2 separate regions of the Ovis canadensis genome follow, and region 1 is linked to region 2. A link is a contact called in public Hi-C data. All regions are on one chromosome and are shown on one strand. Each heading gives the region's core, a stretch centred on a gene start, on an enhancer-like site or on the middle of the called end of the contact. The rest is flanking DNA. Distances are from core to core; before and after follow the strand shown. Region 1 holds the start of HAPLN3 (hyaluronan and proteoglycan link protein 3). Region 2 holds the start of LOC138423892 (myeloid-associated differentiation marker-like).

Evidence for each region. Hi-C and Micro-C count contacts between places; a contact is called where the count stands out from the background.
Region 1: a contact with region 2 is called in a Hi-C map of lung, with 5 times the contacts expected there. The contact joins the promoter of HAPLN3 here to the promoter of LOC138423892 in region 2. A contact is called at or near these places in 2 of 2 Hi-C or Micro-C datasets (fibroblasts and lung).

Annotation. Positions count from the first base shown.
Region 1 is chr18:32,828,643-32,832,960 of ARS-UI_OviCan_v2, reverse strand. HAPLN3 (hyaluronan and proteoglycan link protein 3) reads left to right here and starts at 2,988. Exons shown (of 5, transcript XM_069559598.1): 1 at 2,988-3,408.
Region 2 is chr18:32,630,889-32,635,111 of ARS-UI_OviCan_v2, reverse strand. LOC138423892 (myeloid-associated differentiation marker-like) reads left to right here and starts at 2,959. Exons shown (of 2, transcript XM_069560283.2): 1 at 2,959-3,985. The coding sequence starts at 3,200.

The DNA of each region.
Region 1 (4,318 bases), core at 1,739-4,238, 200 kb before region 2:
TCTGTGTCACCTGACCTGGCTGCAGAGAGGGAGGAGGCTGCTGGGGGGCAGGGGCTGGAGTCTCACTGGAGGGGTCAGGACTCTTCCCCATAGTTCTCCTGCTTCAAAGCCATGCAGCCCAGGGCCTTAGTTGCTGTCAGGTGAGGGGCCCCTGGGAGCCTGCGCAGTGGCTTCCTTCAGGCCTGCCTTTGCTCCTTTCTGGCTCCAGGAAAACAGGCGGAGGCAGCTGGTTTTCCCCTTCAGCAGTTTCCATTTTCTTTGCCACTGGAACGGTGGGCTGGAGGAGCTGTTAGAAACTGAACCTAGGCTGCTTCCAGAGCCGCGGGAGGCCCCAGCGTGGGGTGCAGTGTGGGATGGGGGCGGTGGCAGGGCTCTGCCAAAGGGGCGAGGTGCTGCTGGCCAAGCACACTGGGTCCTGGGAAGCCACTGACAGTTTTACTCCAGGGCTGGGAGGAAACTCCGGGGGTACCCCTCTTCCCACTCCCCACCCTTAGCGAGGAGCCATCCGGAAGTGGCTCCTGTGTAGGGGGGCACACTGCAAGCCAGTGATCTGCAAGGGGGGCTGCAGATAAAGGAGGGACTGACTACCTGGGAGAGGGGCATATGCGACCACCCCTTAGTCTTGGGACCCAAGATGGGTTTTCCTGAACAGACTTTGGGAGTGTGCCTTGACACATTTAGGCAGTGTCTGGGCTGCAGATCTGGCCATGTGGCTGCCAAAGGGAGGGTGTGGTTTTGTTGGAAAATCATCAGGGAAATTAGTCTGGAAGTGGCTCCTCCCCTGGAACTTCTTGGCTGGGCTTCTTGGCTGGGCAGGGACAGAATAAAAGGCGCAGACTATGGTCTCTGAATGAACTGGGAGGGTGGGGTTCCCCATCCCTGGGGGCTGGGGTTCCTTCCCATTTCAAAGCTCTCCTCTGTGGAGCTGCATTGTCTGCTTCTGGAGTCTCTCTGGGTGGTTACTGACTTTACTTGTTCAGGCCTCTCCTGGGGACTGAGCATCTTTTCTACCCTGCATCTCTGCTCTGGGATGGTTCCGTTCCCCCAGTAAGTCCCATTTGCAGTAAGTCCCAGGAGTCCCACTTGCAGAAGGGAAAACAGAGCTTGACTCCAGTCTGTCAACTTGTCCCTCTGTGGCATTGGATATTTCCTGCTGGCCAGTTTCACTGGATGGCTGGCCAGGTGGCAGGTGGACTGGTGGGCAGTAGTCACGAACCTCCACCTGGTCCAGGAGACCCAAGGTGACTCTGGAATTGCCTAAGCCACCTCTCAGTCCCTTCTTTCGCTCATCTTTGCAGCTTTGGATGTGTTGGCCCATAGCCTTCTGAAAGTCCCCCTCTGGGGACCCTAGATGAGGGTTCCTTCCCTCCTGACCCCTTCTGTCCTTGACTTCTCTTCCTGGGCAGCCAGCTCCCTCCACTTCCAGAGCCTTCACCATCACCTCTACCAATTATGTTTTTTATTCCTGACCACAGTCCTGAGAGCCACCTCTGAGATTTTACCTGCTGGCCATCCCTGCCACTGGCCAGGATGTTAAACTTGCTTTGCTGTAACAAAAGTGATCTTCCCTGCTGTCCATCCTCTCCCTACATGTGTGGCTTTCAGCACTGGGACCTGTTGACTTGCCTCTCCAAGGAGTCTAGACACCTTTTCATTCCTGGTTTAAATATAGTGGAGTGATTAGGATCACAAGGCCTCAAGTTGGAGAAAAGTGAAAACGTTAGTCGCTCAGTCATGTCTGATTCTTTGTGACCCCATGGACTGCAGCCCACCAGGCTTCTCTGTCCACGGGATTTCCCAGGCAAGAATACTGGAGTTGGTTGCCATTTCCTTCTCCAGGGGATCTTCCGGACGTGGGGCTCGAACTTGGGTCACCTGCATTGCAGGCAGATTCTTTACCATCTAAACTACCAGGGAAGCCTCCAAGTTGGAGACTCTGGGTTCAAATCCTGGCTCTGAGTGATCTTGGGCAATTTACTTAAATCCCTCTGAGCCTCATTTCCCACCTGTAAAGCGGACATAAGAGGACCAACTCCCTGGCCTTGGGTTGGATGGAGAGAATGTACAGGAGCACTGATGCAAAGCCGGGCTCATCAGGGGCCTCGGAAACTTGGGTCATTGTCACCAGAGCTTGCAAGGGTTTCCTGATTGTAACTTACATCCTACTCATTCCGCAGTCCCCTCCGTTCTGCACCCAGGCTTCTGACAGCTCTCCCTTGGGGAGGAAACTGCACTGGTGCCCTTTTGCCCATCAGGCTGACATTCACTTTGGGTGCAATTTAGTCCACCATGGAGAAGGGAATGGCTACCCACTCCAGTATTCTTTCCTGGAGAATCGCATGGACAGAGGAGCCTGGCGGGCTACAGTCCATGGGGTCACAGGAGCACACGACTGAGCACACACACTCTACTACAGCAGCTCTTTGTGCTCTGAGATGCTCCTGGCAAATCACACACACACATACTGTCAAGGTGCATTTAGGAAGAGGTTCCGGGTTCAGTGACCGCTTGGTCAAGGCGGAAAGATCTCCTTAGGCTTGGCTGCTGAGGAACCACTGGGGCTTCCAGACCAGGCCTCCTGTTGGCATGGAGGGAAAATTAAACACCCAGCCCAAACAGGCATCCTGGGATCTGGCTGCCTGATAGCTGTCCTGACAGGTCAGGATTCTAAAGCCGAGTCACCCCTGTTAGAGGATCAGGCAGAAGCCTGATCGCCCCTGCAGGCTGCTGGGAGCACCATCTGCCCATCCTGTGTTCCCCCTTCCCGCTCCCAGGACTACTCACTCAAGCCCCACCTACTAGGGGCAGCCTCCCCGTGCCTGATGCTGAGTTAGCCGAAAGGCAGATTTCCTGACAGTCAAACTAGGGCAGGAGGGATGTCAGCGCCCCTTTGCCTTCTCTGGGCGAAAAGCAAGTGAGAGCGGCCACCCCTCCCCCACCTGAAGGTGGGAGTCGGCCATAGCCCAATCGCAGTGTGGAGGCGGGGTGGGGGGAGGCTACCCCCTGCTTAGTCCCGTTGCTTTTGGTAAACCGGCACGTTCTGAGACCCTCTGCGAACGCTCCTTTTCCACGCCCCTGAATATGACAGCCTCAGCTCCTGGGCACTCCCTTCACCGCGCGGCCTGCCAGATGCTCCGCAGGTTGGGGTGGTCTCCAGCCGGTTTGGGGTGGTCTCCAGGCAAGTCTGGAGGCCGCCCAAATCTGTCGCACCTCCTCCGTTTGGGCCCAGCCCAAGGGAGGGAAAGGGGCGTGTGTTCCTTTAAGGGGCTGGCCCGGCGGGAGCGCGGGGGTTCGTCCGCAGCCGCTTCCCTTCTGGCCATTCAAGATCCCTGAGTCCGTCTGCTTCCTCCGACCGGATCAGCCCCGCAGCCCAGAGCGTTCGAGCCGTCGAGGAGCCGCCTGGGGACGGTACGTAGCTCAGCGGTGGCCGGGCTCCTGGGGCGCCCTGTGGACCAATTCCTCTCTTCTTGTTTTCTCAGCCCCACGCTTCCCGGGCAGGGTTGGGGAAGCCGGCAGGAGGAGTGAGCCGGGCCCCGTGGGGCCGGGGCCGAGTTGTGATCGCCGCCGCCGGTTGGGGGCGCCCCGGGCGCCCGCGGGTTCAGAGCAGCGCGCGGCGTGGGCTGGCTTGCGTGGGACCCTTGTGCCTGGACCCTGGCCGGTGAGGCCAATTCAGAGGGAAACCAGTGGCCTCCGAGACCACTTCCCGGGTCTCCTCTCTCCCACCGGGTCTCTTCGCAACTCATCCCGCAGCCTCCGGCACAGCGCCCCAGGCACCGGGCTCTGCCCCGGGGCATCTGTTGGATGCTCATCTGTTGGGGGCGGGAGCGGGGACTGGCGTCGGGAACACTGCGAGGGGCTGGGGACACCTCCTGAGGCAGCGGGCGGGTGGTCTTCTGCCTGCCTGCTCTGGCCCTCAGGGCAAGCGCAATGGATGCTCGTGGGTTTCAGGCCTGAGTTCAGTGGGGTTTCTAATTTAGGGAACAGTCGGAGCGCGCGGAGAGTGAATTCCTGGGTGGGAGATGGTATCCTTTAGGGAGGAATTTAGGGCTCCTGAGCAGCCAGGAAAAAAAAAAAAAAAACAAAAAACCCAAAAACAGCGCCGGACACTTGGACCCAGTTCTGTCACCAACTCGCTGGGTGGCCTTCAGCAGCCTGTGACCCGATCTGGACCTTGACTCCCAGCGCTGACCTCCGGAGGGCCTTTTGCCCTCTGCCGCAGGAGGAGGTGACCGAGAGGCGGCCTGGCCCCTCTCCCACAGCCCTGCATGAGCCAGCGGGCTGGGAATGCCGGTAGGAAACACCTCCGGACTTCTACTTC
Region 2 (4,223 bases), core at 1,710-4,209:
AGAGTACATCCCACAAAATAGAAATTAACCTATCAGCTGCAGGGCCTAAAATAAAAACTGATTTGCAACCACTTTGTGACAACACCATTGCCAACCAGAAGTAGCCTTTGGCTCCCCAACCCAGGGCTCAGTTGGAATTTTTTTCACAGTAGCATAAACTCTCAGAGCCAGCATGGCTCTTCGGGATTGTCCAACCCCCTCATTTTACAGATGAGGTTTCGTTTGAAGCTAAGTTCCAAGCAGGATTTGCATCCAACAGGAAAGCATTAACATTTTCCAGAAGCCGCCCTTGCCTCTCTGTTGAAGGCTACTTTAGCACAAAAGCCCACGTCTTGTTTCAATTAGCTTGCATGCTCTGGGCACAATTACTGGAAAATGGGGAGCTGGGCGGAGGAAGTGATGTCACTGGAGACCCCGGTAAAAGCCTGGTGATGTGTTGACAGTCACTGAGGCCCTCACTAATGTGATTGGTGATGGAGACAGGAGTGAGGCTGCTGTTCCTGGAGAAGTTGGTTCTAGGTGGCAGCTACTGGTCCTCAGGGGCCATTATGGGAGAGGCGCCTGAGTGTCAGGCCTCAGGTAGGGGAGGGAGTGTGTCCACCGTGCTGAGTACCAGATACAAGAGCGCCACCTACTGTCTGAGGAGATCAAGTGGATCTCTGCATCCACTGTGGGCAAAGGTGTAGTTAAATATGCTGGGCGGCTTCTCCAGGGCTCTGAACTGTTTGAGGAGGACCCTTTTCTCCATCTGTTGTCCCCAACATCCTCCCTCTCTGCCAACCTTGGTTCCTCCACCTGCTGCATCTCGCAGGGGAGCTGGGTTTCACCACACTGACCAGGGCTCACAGAGGATGGGCTCCAGTTCCCTGGGTCATGGGCTTTCTGGGAACTCACAGAAGCCTCTGCCTCATGGGTTTCTCTTCCGAGCGTGTGTGTGTGTGTGTGTGTGTGTGTGTGTGTGTGTGTGTGGTGTGTCTTGGGGAAGGGAGGGTGGAATGAGGGAGTTGGTGCTGTTGTGCTGACAATGCAAGTCTGTTCTGCAGCCCAGAGGAAAAGATTAGTACAAACTAGAAGAAAGAAAATTTTGGCATTTCCAAGAATACTTAAATAATTGCTGCTGTTCTGGCCCTGAGATTGTTGGTTTGTTTGAGTAATAGCCCTGGCCTGAGTCCTTAACACCACTCTGGCTCCCAGAGGCCAGGCTGGCTCTGTCACGCCTGCAAGGATTTCCCCAGAATGTGCGACGCTCAGAGGGACTCCGTGGTGACACGAAGGAGCCAAACACCGGGCTATAAGGAGAGATGGTAAAGATGGCATGTCACTGTCCAGGGACACTTCTCGGGGCTCACAGTTCATAGCATTTCAGACATGCTGAGGCTTTCATGGGGCTTCTTCAGTTCCACTCCAGGCCCCTCCTCCATGGGAAGGTTGGCTCCATGCCTGCATCCCTTCTGGGTCAGAGGACACCTACTGGGTGTCTCAGGGCCCCTGGGACCCTGGGACCCCCCTAGTCATCTCCACTCTGCCCCCTGCCCACCCCAGTCCCGGGAGCATCCTCAGGGCTGTCTCCTTCCAGGGGTCCTGCAGGAGCCTCCTCTTTCAGCTTTTGCTTTTAAAAAGGGGCTGATCATCCATCCATCCCCACCCACTCCCTGGGATGCCCTGAAAGGCTCCATTCAGCATCAGACACAGCATCCTTATTCATTTCCAATCCCTTGGTTCCCAGCTTGGAAGCTGCGAACCAGTCTCCCAGGCCAGGAAAATCCTGCTCAGGTAGGACTACTCCTAGATCTTTCCAGACTTCCACCTGGATGGCAGCTTTGGAGCTCAAGAGCCAGACATGTTAATTTATTCTATGGTTCCTCCATGATCCTCTACCTTGGAGTCGTACTGGATTGGGGTCTCCCTCCCCAATGTGCAAGAGTCACATGTTAAGGTAAAACTTGGGGGAGGGGATTCAGAATAGTCCCTACTTCCCATGTCATCTCGTCCCTGTGGCCTTGCTCTCACTCCATGGCTCCTCCCTGTTCACCCCTGAAGCTGCCCTCCTCCGGGTGGGGTTGTGTCCCCTCAGATGGCAGCTCCTTCTAGTGATGGCTGCAGCGAGGAAAGGCCAGGACCCGTATGTCTTCAGGTTGCTGTGGAAGGAGGCCGTGGCCTTGAAAGTGTATCCTGGGTCCCAGAGCCTTGAGCTTTGGTCCTGAGCTCCCACCCATGGGCCCTTTTGACATGTCAGCTATAGAGCAAAGCCTTCAAACCCGCAGCTTTGGCACTGTTATTTGGGTTCCCATTTCCTAGTCATGCACCCTTAGTAGGCGAGTGTGCTCAGTCGTGTCTGACTCTTGGCAGCCCCATGGACTATATCTTACCAGGCCTTTGTCCATGGGATTTTCCAGGCAAGAATACTGGAGTGGGCTGCCATTTCTTTCTCCAGTGCCACCTTAGGAAAGGACTTAATTCCCCCAACTTTAGTTTTCTTGTCTGTAAAAGGGGGTTAGCAGTACAATCCACAGTCCCTTTTCTGAAACCCTGTGGGTCAGATATGCTCCAGGACTCTGAATTTTTCAGCTTCATTTCTGTAACATGGTGCATCTATCCTACGTGACATAATACCCCACTGGGGTCTGAAATACCTTGTAATCAAACACATTAGTGTTTCTGCAACTGAAATTTGAACATTCACACTACATGAAATAAAGGCCATAAATGGTCTGTGTCTGTTCAGTTCAAATTTTGTTACCAAACAATTTAAAAAAAAAATGCTTGTCCAATTTTCAGAACTTTGAAAGGTTGGGGTTGCAGATAAGGGTCAGGCTACCCTGTGTTTCCGTAGATAATGGCATACAGCAGAAAGAGGTGAAGAAATAAATGTTCATGGTCTGATGCCAGACCCAACCCAGCTGTGAGCTTTGGGATAAGACAAGTCTCGTGACAAGGTCAAGGGGGATGGGTGAAGGAGAACCATTCGGGAGTGCTGTGCTTCTGCCCGAGTGTCTGAGCCATTTAGTCCAACTCCACAGATCCTGAGCCTCAGCCATCACAGGGCCCTGAGCCTTTCCCTGGCATCTGACTTAATCCACCTCCAGGGCTGGACCTTTCTCGGGTGGATCCTCAGCGAAGACCTCTGCCATACCGGTGACCAGTAGGACCAGAACGACTACCACATGATCGTCCTCAGGCCCTGGGCTCCCCGACCATTATGGGCTGCTGCCTGCGACAGCTGCAGCTGTTCTCCACCTGCATGGCCTTCTCGCTGGGGGCCAGCGTGGGCACCTGGAAGGGGGCCATAGGTAACTGGTCCATGTTCATCTGGTGCTTCTGCTTCGTCCTGACCCTCCTCATCCTCATAGTTGAGTTATGCGGGCTGGAGGGCCACTTCCCCTTCTCCTGGGACAACTTTCTCACCACCTGCAACTGCTACTCCGCCCTCCTCTGCCTCTCGGCCTCCATCATCTACCCCGTCATCTACATTCAGTTCTTGTCCAACAGCCACGACTGGGACCGCCCCATCATCTCCACTGCATTCTCCTGCATCGCCTTCGTGGCTTATGCCATGGACGTGACCTGGACTAGGGCCCAGCCCAACATGATCACAGGCTATATGGCCACCGTGCCAGGCCTGCTTAAGGGGCTGGAGACCATCGTGGCCTGTGTCATCTTTGTCTTCCTCAGCAACACCTCCCTGTACCTGCACCAGCCGGCCCTGGAGTGGTGCGTGGCCGTGTACTCCATCTGCTTCGTCTTGTCATCCGTGGCCATCCTGGTGAACCTGGGCAAATGCGACAACAGGCTGCCCATCCCCTTCTCCGTTCTCCAGGTTGTGCTGACCCTGCTCTCCGTCCTCCTCTACACCACTGCTCTGCTCCTCTGGCCGCTCTACCAGTTCAACGAGGAGTTGGGCAGGCAGCTCCAGCGGTCCAGTGACGTGAACTGCAGCAGTGGAGTCCCCACCTCCGTGTGCATCTGGGACCAACAACTGGCTGTGGTTAGTTTGACAGCCATCAACCTGCTGATTTATGTGACTGACCTAGTGTTCTCTGCCCGCCTGAATTTTAACAGAGGCTGAGGCTTTGCCCAAGGGCTCCCAATTCCTCCCTTGTCTCACCTGAAGTTCATTACCAAGCTCTGGTGTCCTCTTTCTGGCTCTCCTCTCTCCCTTCTCACATCCTTCTGCACTGATCTCACTCCCTTTCCCATTTCCTTCCCACCTTCTGCTCTATCTC